3 separate regions of the Mus musculus genome follow, and regions 1 and 2 are each linked to region 3. Evidence: chromatin contacts called from public Hi-C and promoter capture Hi-C data. All regions are on one chromosome and are shown on one strand. The core of a region is the stretch at or near the end of the contact, and the rest is flanking DNA. Distances in the headings are between cores, read along the strand shown.

The links. A called contact is a pair of places that touch in the nucleus more often than the background predicts. Capture Hi-C pulls out chosen DNA fragments and counts their contacts.
Region 1: a promoter capture Hi-C map of adipose tissue shows a contact between it and region 3. The contact joins two enhancer-like sites. A contact is called at or near these places in 2 of 115 datasets of contacts at active chromatin or transcription factors (cardiomyocytes and embryonic stem cells) and 3 of 9 other capture datasets (adipose tissue, liver and pancreatic islet).
Region 2: a contact with region 3 is called in a Hi-C map of bone marrow-derived macrophages, with 21 read pairs. The contact joins two enhancer-like sites. A contact is called at or near these places in 3 of 484 Hi-C or Micro-C datasets (Th2 cells, bone marrow-derived macrophages and embryonic stem cells), 1 of 115 datasets of contacts at active chromatin or transcription factors (large pre-B cells) and 2 of 9 other capture datasets (adipose tissue and pancreatic islet).

Annotation. Positions count from the first base shown.
Region 1 is chr1:160,439,996-160,443,318 of GRCm38.p6, forward strand. It overlaps Rabgap1l (RAB GTPase activating protein 1-like), which reads right to left. Exons shown (of 21, transcript NM_013862.5): 16 at 3,196-3,321; 17 at 1,828-1,971. Among named protein-coding and RNA genes, the nearest start is that of Gpr52, 140 kb to the right of the region's middle. Within about 2 kb of position 1,311, at least 18 of the 459 cell types and tissues checked have an H3K27ac peak or open chromatin away from gene starts, as enhancers often do. A contact at or near this core is called in adipose tissue, where this site is marked.
Region 2 is chr1:160,395,984-160,398,870 of GRCm38.p6, forward strand. The region is part of intron 17 of Rabgap1l (RAB GTPase activating protein 1-like); the gene reads right to left. Among named protein-coding and RNA genes, the nearest start is that of Mir1927, 100 kb to the left of the region's middle. Within about 2 kb of position 1,253, at least 20 of the 459 cell types and tissues checked have an H3K27ac peak or open chromatin away from gene starts, as enhancers often do. A contact at or near this core is called in bone marrow-derived macrophages, where this site is marked.
Region 3 is chr1:160,244,728-160,247,601 of GRCm38.p6, forward strand. It overlaps a transcript of Rabgap1l not described here. Among named protein-coding and RNA genes, the nearest start is that of Cacybp, 33 kb to the left of the region's middle. Within about 2 kb of position 1,419, at least 104 of the 459 cell types and tissues checked have an H3K27ac peak or open chromatin away from gene starts, as enhancers often do. A contact at or near this core is called in adipose tissue and bone marrow-derived macrophages, where this site is marked.

The DNA of each region.
Region 1 (3,323 bases), core at 61-2,560, 200 kb after region 3:
AAAGCAAAGACCATCAGCCTATCACATGGTCCGCCTCTCAGGAAACACTGCTCTTAACCAGTGTATCATGGGGGATAATGCCTATGAAGACTTACTTATCAAAATTAATTTTGAGTATTAATTGGATTTAGTATTACAAAACTCAAACATCTAAATTCGGTTTCTTTTTAAAAGAGTACTGTACTACAATGTGAGAAGGCCCATTCAGAATAGTCAGTCAGGGCAGAATGTTTGCTAAACACCCAAGTTTCCCTTGTGGATAATGTGATGATCATAGCATGCTGAAGAAGGTTTTAGTTTCTTTGCCTTCTTCCACTGGTAATATTTTAAATGCCATTTTTAGACTAATTTATAAGTAAAATGAACAGGATAATATATGTGCTATCAATCAATATCAATCGCTGTTATATAATCAGGAATCAAGATCTCTTTCTGTGACCTAGCAAATCACTCCACTCTTCCTTACCAAAGTACTTCACAAATGACTCAAAATCTTCTTCACCTACAAAATGCTTTCAAATTTCAGATGCAATGCAACTAATAGCAAGAGCCTTTGAGAGAAAATTTCAGCAATATTTGCATATAAAATGATAGGCTTTATATAGCTTAGGTACTTTCAAAATACTATTTTTAAAGTTAAACTATTAATGTCAAGGGTGATTTAAATGTGTGGTCTTACTTTTGTGTAAATTTATTCTTTCATTTAAATATTCACTTTTCTTTTCATCAAGCAGGCTATTCTTATGGAGAAGGGTCTCAGTGTAGCTAGCTTGAGCTGTCCTGAAGCTCATGGAGATTCTACTGCCTCCCTCTGCCTCCTACGTACTCGGAATAAAGGTGTGCACCATCATGCCTGGCCCAGCAAACTGCCTTTCAAGAGAGACCCCAAGATATTTTTTAGCATTTTGACTGACAATACAATATAAGTGTGTGTGAGAGAGTGTGTGTAATAAATTATTTAAAAGAATAAAGTAAGTGTGGGGGTATACATCAGTGGTAGAATATATACTTGGATGAGGGTGTATATCAGTGATAGAATACATACTTGGATGAGAGTGTATATCAGTGATAGAATATATACATGGATGAGGTAGGGCTCCATCCTCACACCACTGTCCCAAAGAAAACAGATAAAACATACCCAGTCAACTAAGGGATCTAAAAAGAATAAAGTAAACAAATACAAACAATAAAGGTATTTAAAAAACAAGTAATTGATATGTTCTACTGCCTAAAATTATAAATGGGGTGAGGCTGTAATTTAGTGGCAGAATCCTTGTCAGGCACGCAGAAAACAACAGGATGCATGTGTCATAAGGGAAGGGGAAGCGAAGGATAGAGCAGAGGACAGGGCGGGGCAGGAAGAAGAGCTCAGCATCTAAAATGGTTATCATTTTTCTTTCTTGGAGGAACCAAAACTACCACACACACAGAGGGAACTAACAAATGGAGGACTTAATTACGGGGTTGGGGGTGGGGGAGGGCTTGTTCATATTCCTGATTGTAGTATAAGTGCAGCAATAGTAAAAACCGCTGACTCTAAATGCATTTAACTTTTTCAAAAGTTACACTGATGATATATTAATCACAGTTATAGGCTTATTAGGAATATAATTACACAAATTTAGCCATGTAATTTTATTTTATGGAAATTATATAAGCCTTAATATTTTTATTCCTGACAAACAGTAAAATTATGTAATCTTTATTAAAAATTCAAATGGAATTTTGGTCCATGAGTGTGGGTTAATACTATGAAAAAGGAAAATAACTGTTTCTAAGCAGACTTTTCTATGTTGCCATAGGGATGAAAGCTGGACACTGTACCTCACACAGCAGAAGGTCAATGATGTGGAACACCATGCAGAGTGGAAACTTGGCAGTAAAGAGAGTGAGGAACCACTGGGATGCATACATATGAGCTTCCAGGTTCAGATCACAGAAGTGGCTGTACAGGTCTGGCAGCTGTTCCTAAAAGCCAAAAGCAAAGGGTGAGGAGAACGATTACCAAGGAAGTATTGTCGTTTGCAACAACTGTAGTGTGCACCTGCATGTCAGTGCACAGAGGTGATGACAGGAGATGGGGATAGACACACGACAGATGAGTGTGGACAGAAACAACTGGGTGCAACAGGATTATCCTTGCGAACATGAAAGAGAGTTCCTGCTTCCTGGAAAAATCTTGTTCTCTCAGAACACCTTCATTCTAATGACAATTCTTAGACTAAGGTAAGAGACAGGATTCACCTCCTACCCACCTAGAAACAAAATATATCTTCATACTCACAGACCATAATTTCATTTGAACTTTTAATAAACATTAGATCATTTTATTATTTGTCAGTTGTAAATGTTGCAAATTCTCAATGTTATCTGAGGTACACAGTATACTTTTAGAGTAATTTGCGCACTTGGAAACTCTAAACCATGACCAGACATAAAGACCTAACTGTGGACTGGAGAGGTGGCTAAGAGCTCAAAGCTGGTGCTGGTCTTCCAGGGGACCTGAGGCTGGTTCCACGCACCCAGGTCAGGTACCTTGCATCCACACGCAGCTCTAGCTTCAGGAGATCGGCTGCCCTCTCTGGCCGACTTGGTCACCCAAATACAAATATAAATGCATCCAGGTAATACATAAATACATACATACATACATACATACATACATACATACATACATACATACATACATAAATATTTCTTTAAATATCTCATCATGATCATATAAAAATGACAAAGTAAAACTGTACAAGAGTGCAATACAAGATAAATAGCTCCTAACAATGCTATTTATCTTGTAGTGTGTGTGTGTGTGTGAGAGAGAGAGAGACAGACAGACAGACAGACAGAGACAGAGAGACAACCATTTTTGTATCAAATGCTCATATTGAAGAGGACTGAAATGTATCTATTTGATGGTTTAAATGAGGTATCAAAATTGTTATCGAGCCCAACTTGATATATTAGATATAGTTATTTAACTTTTAAATCACATAAGGAATACTAACTTTTGGAAAAAAAACAACCAACTTTTATGTCTGAAAAGTGAGAAGTAATAATAAAACAAAATAAATGTCTTTATAGTCTGGAAGTTGTATTCATTAAACTTTCATAGTAAAATATTGCTCATTAACTCTGTTAGTGATTTTGATAACAATAAATTCATGGATGATAGAATTTCCCATTTTTCCTTACCTGCATTAGTTTCTCAAGTTGATAGAATTTGCAATGAAGATCTTCAAAATTGTTTCTGTATAAGTCTCTCAATTTATAACCATACATAATAGTCACCAAAACACAGAATGCTTGCTCCTCTGGCATCT
Region 2 (2,887 bases), core at 3-2,502, 150 kb after region 3:
TTTGGGTGGTTGGCTGGGTTGTTTTTTGTTTGTTGGTTTGGTTTGGCTTGGGTTTTGGTTTTGGTTTTTCAAGACACAGTTTCTCTGTGTAGCCCTGGCTGTCCTGGAACTCACTCTGTAGGCCAGGCTGGCCTTGAACTCAGGGATGCACCTGCCTCTGTCTCCCAAGTGCTTGGATTAAAGGCATGCACCAATACTGCCTGGCTTAAAAACATATCTTTATTCCTCACACATCAACCCTAAGCTTTCACAAAAAGAAATTATGATTTCCAGGATGAGCTAGGAATAGTAGTACATCTACCAGAAATCAGAGGATGAGGCAGGAGGATGGAAGGTCCAAGCCACCCTGGGTTACACAATGAAGCCTTACTTCAAAATTCAAAAAACAGCTTTACAGAAATCCATGTGGATTTTCTAGGGCTGCCCAGTACAAGCTACAGATCACGGATGGTAATTTAAGCAGCACAGTTATAAATGTCATCTTATAAAGCACTAAGTCAGAGAAGGCGACTCAGTAACAAATGATTATTTACAGCATAGATCTCAAAGTAGCACCCTATGTTTTACTGGTGTGTGTGTGTGTGTGTGTGTGTGTGAGAGAGAGAGAGAGAGAGAGAGAGAGAGAGAGACAGAGAGACAGAGAGAGACAGAGAGAGAGAGAGACAGAGAGACAGAGACAGAGAGACAGAGAGACAGAGACAGACAGACAGAGACAGAGAGACAGACACAGACACAGAGAGAGACAGAGTCCTGTATGGTGGTGCTGAGTAGAGGTCTCTGGGTCCCTTAAACAGGATTGTGGAACTCTGACTTCCTCCCCCCTTATACTTTCTGGTTATGAGGTTAAGAGGTTTTGTTCTAACAATATGAACTAACCAGAACCTCCATAGCTCCCTGGGACTAAACCACCAACCAAAGAAAACACACGGAGGGACTCATGGCTCTAGCTGCATGTGTAGCAGAGGATGGCCTAGTCAGTCATCAATGAGAGGAGAGACCCTTGGTCCTGTGAAGGTTCTATGCCTCAGTATAGGGGAATGCCAGGGCCAGGAAGCGGGAATGGGTGGGTTGGTGAGCAGGGGGAGGGGGGAGAGGGGAGAGGGGATTTTCAGAGGGGAAACTAGGAAAGTGGATAACATTTGAAATGTAAATAAAGAAAATATCTAATAAAAAAAAGAGGTTTTGTTCTGAACTGCTGTCATGACGTGCTACTAACCATAGGTCTAAGGAAATGAGGTCATCTAACCACACAGTGAAATTTATAAACTGTGAGCTAAAAGAACCCTTTTCTCTTTGTAGATTATCTCAGGCACATATTACAGCAGTAAAAAGCTTAGAGGACAATAAGGAAATTTACCCTTATCTCAGTATTATTTAATGTATCCTCCAAATTCAAAGGATTAAAGGAAGTCCTCCATTTAAATACAAGTAAAACCACAGAGCAGAAAGTAAAAATAGGTGCATTGCACCCAAACAAAACTCTATCATTTGTTTCAATATTGAAAACACTCACAAAAAAGTGGCTGACTGCTGTCAGGATATGAGACAATAACAATCCAGTCTGTTGCAGAAAGAATGGGTTATCACTTTCCTCTAGTGATGGCAGATTGAAATCAGCCTTGTGTTCATGAAGAAATGGTTCTTTAATTGATCTGGACACTGCAGTTTCATAATCCAGTCACAGTCTGGCAACATGTTTGCCTTAAAGAACACCTACAACTAATTGCCCCAAATTGAGCTCTAATGTGCAGATGACAGTGCTCCTGGGTAGACTAACTACTAAGCCCTCACAATCCTACATAAATAAAGGCTGGCAGTTGAGCACTCACTGAAAGAAAGACTGAACATTTGGCTGTGATGAGCAGACAACCGTGGGTTCAGAGAAAGCTGGCAGCTTATGAGAGACGCTATCAAAAGCCGTGCTGACAGCACTGGGGAGACAAGGTCATGTCAAGAAAGGGCCACATGCACATCAACACCTGGGTCAGCATGTGGGAAAGGAAAGTTACCAATGGAGTGCAAGGTCAACAAATCTGAAGGGACCAAGATAAAAGGATGCCACGGGCAGCAGGAGGAATGGAAGATATACTGACCAAAGAAAACAGCATACTAAAATCAAATCAAGTGACAAGCACATCTGATAATTGCTAGTATTATTAGGACATTCATTAACCTACCATCTTCAGCACTTTATGGCTTTTTTTCTCCATGAGTCCTCCTCTATAAATCTGTGCAATATTTGTAATTGTTACCATTTCTGAGCCAGAAAAACTGAGCCTCAGAGGCACCACACTGTTGCTAGCTCTTAACGCCAGGTTCAGAATTAGGACTGTCAGCGTGACACAGATCCTCGGGATTCTCATTCACTTCATTGTAAGCTTATTCAGTAAAACTTCCGGTAGGTACCTGTGGTGGTGAGGGATGGCTACAAGTCCCTGACACTTCTCCCACTGAGAGGTAGGGCCTCTGGACTCTCTGAATTGGGGAACTATGTCACTGCTTTGATGAGCGAATACGGTGGGAGGGATGCAAGGCCTGCTTCTGAACCCTGGATTCAGGGACTGATTCTCTGCTCTCTCTGACTAGTCACTCTTGCTATGGCATAGGAAGGACAAGAATACTTAGACCTTCATGTTCTAAGATGAACAATGAGAGGGCATGGTGGACCAGACAATGTCACTGATAGACCAAGGATTGCCAAGATGCTGATATATAAAAGAAGTGAATTATATGTTCTAATTCATGCCACGTGAACCAAAAATTGGTCATATAGCTGAGCTTTCCCCAATCTTTAACTCATGAGACCATGAACAAAATTAATAAGTGATTTTAATTTTTAAAACATTCATTGAAATAACTTAACTAGGAAAATGTCTGAAAAAAACCA
Region 3 (2,874 bases), core at 169-2,668:
GCTCTAGCAGACTGAGGGACAGAGGAAAGGTCTTGCTAGCCATTTGTTTAGTTAGGGCAGAGCTGACTTGTACATTCTTGTTATTACTAAACTGGTGATCTTTGTTTCAGAAACAGACTCACTTGTGCGGATGTCTGATTACCCTTGCTACAGAGACTAGTAGGACAGCTTTCGCTTTTACAGTGAGTGCTCAGGCATGGCGAAATCTCAGAGGTTTGAAATGAATGTCCTACTACTGGATACATCAAGAAGCATTTGCTTCACGGGATTATCAATAATACTAAAGAAGATAATATGTGTAAGTCATTATGCATACTGCTTACTTAGCGTACAGAGAGTAATCACTAAAAACCTATTTGCTTAAACATTCTCTAGGCTTAATACAAATGACCACATAATGTTCACTTTCTTCTTAGCTCATCATCTTAAGACAATTAATAGGGAACAAATGACCCAGACTTTCCATGTCGCCCTGCTTCCCTGAGACCAGGCTGAACTCGCCCTGACTGAATGGGGACTTCCGCAGCTCCTGATCTTTGCCACATGCTTCATTTATGACTTCTATCAACTTCCACTGGACCAGGATGAATGGAATCTATAGCTGAAAGGGACTAAATGGGTTTCTTTTTCTACCTTCTATTCCCTCTGCTCCAAGCAGCCTGATTTGGTTTTGTTTGTTTGTCTTCATTTTCAAAGTCAATTTAGGGGTTGGGGATGTGGTTCTGTGGTAAAGTAATTGCCTAGCACGGCCTGAGTTCTGGAGTTCAATCTCTAGCCCTTGGCAGAAGAAAAAAAATCTGATTTAGTGCTGGTTCCCACAGCTTCATCCTGCCCTATTATTATTATTCTCCATAGTATTTAGGTCTTATCTCCCATTTAAAAACCTTTGAGTTGGGGCCGGGAGATCTGTATTGGGAAGTCATGCTGCTTTTGCAGAGGATCCACATTCGTTCCCAGCACCCACATGGCTGCTCACAAAGGTCCCTAACTATAGTTTCAGGGGATCCGACTCCCTCCTTTGGCCTCCTCAAATACCAGGCACAATCTTAAAAACACATTAAAATGAAATTAAAAGCTCTGAGTCACACAATTAGTTGTTTAAATTGGGAAACTAAAAAGTCATAGCAGAGACCATTTTAAGCCATCCTTCAATTTTAAGCTGATGACATTATCAATGAATTTGTATTTAAATCCTATAAAAATTCAGTCAGCCCACAGGCATCAATGATTTACTGTCTGAGACTCATCTAGGGTTTTCTGACCTGGGCCTATCTATTATGAACATTTTCACTTTAGGAAGCAGACTGCAGAGGAGATTTCAAAGTGTACATGACCGCTTCCATCCTAGTACTCATCTCTGAAAATGCTTGCAGAAGAAAACAGGAAGTCCAGAGACTGTCAGCACTGCTGTGAGGAACCAGGGAAGCCAACCAAGCAGAAGGTTTCCTGGAGACAGTTACCAGGTAATGAATACACACTACTTGTCTTAGGTTATTCGAGCTGTGATAAAAACACAGTGACCAACTGAAGCTTAGGGAAGAAGGGGTTCACTTCAGCTTACACTTTCAGGTAGCCATCCATCACTGAGGAAAGTCAGGCCAGGAGCTATTAGGGAAGGGCTTCTATATCCTGACTTGCTAAGCCTGCTTTCTTTATACAACTCAGGACTACCTGCCCAAGGGTGGTACCATCCACAATGAGCCATACCCTCCCCTGCACCCCACACACACACCCATCAAGAAAATGTGAAATACGCTTGACCCCAGTCAATCTGTGCTAGGCATTTTCTTGACTTAGGTCCCCTCCTCCTAAATGATTCCGGCTTGTGTCAAATTGATCCAAAACTAGCTGGCACAGAACCGAAGGGCTTTCTGAATTCCTACATCTTCTCCAAGAGGTAGACAGGTTTTATACCTACAGACTGATAAAGAGCTGCCCAGGGTAGAACAGTCAAGACTCGAACCAGGGCACTGTTCAACAGTGCCTTCTGTTGTCTTCCTTGTTTTGTTTAATGAGACAGGCTCTTAGGTGGCTCAGGGTAACTATGAGGCTGAACTCCCAATCTTCCTCACTCAGCCTCTTAATTGCTAGGATTAAAGCTATATACCTACATACCTGGTCCTACACTTGATCTATGCTCTTTATACACAGTTCTACATGTCACAGACGAGAATTATGGCTGTAACAGAGAGGTGCCTCCAAATGTCAACGTGGCATTAGTATGCTCTTGCTGACTAATATTTTTAGGTAATTATTCTGGCAGCTCTTGGTGTAGGAAAATTACTGATAAAGGATTTAAAAAAGTATGTCACACAAGTTGTTTGGAACCAAGCCAAACCTTTCTCGAGACTTGCATTTTCCACTCTGTAATTAGCACAAGCTGTCCCCTTCCACCTGCCACCCACCCAGTATCTATACAGCAGCTCACTGTGTGAGAAGGCACAGGGGAAGTAGGGTATGCCTTCAACTCCAGCATTTGGGAGGAAGAGGCGGGTAGATCTCTGGGACTTCTAGGACAGCCTGGTCTACATAGTGAGTTCCAGGACAGCCAGAACTACATAGTGAGAACTCAGCTCAAAACAAAACAAAAACAAAAAACAAACAAACAACAACAACAACAACAAAAAATAGAACAAATAAACCAAGAGAAATGAACAGAGCTAGCACCGTGGCCCTCACCCCCGAAGGAGCTGTTGCAGCATCATTTCTATACAGTGAAGGACAAACTCACCTGATCCAAGTCATTCCGCAGAGCAATTTTGCTTGTCACTAGTTCATGGGCAAGGTCATCATTTTCTTGTTCCAACCTCATGCTGGCCTCCTGTAATCTTCGGTTCTCCCTCTGAAGAAAAAGAGCGAGAGCCAGAAGTCCAC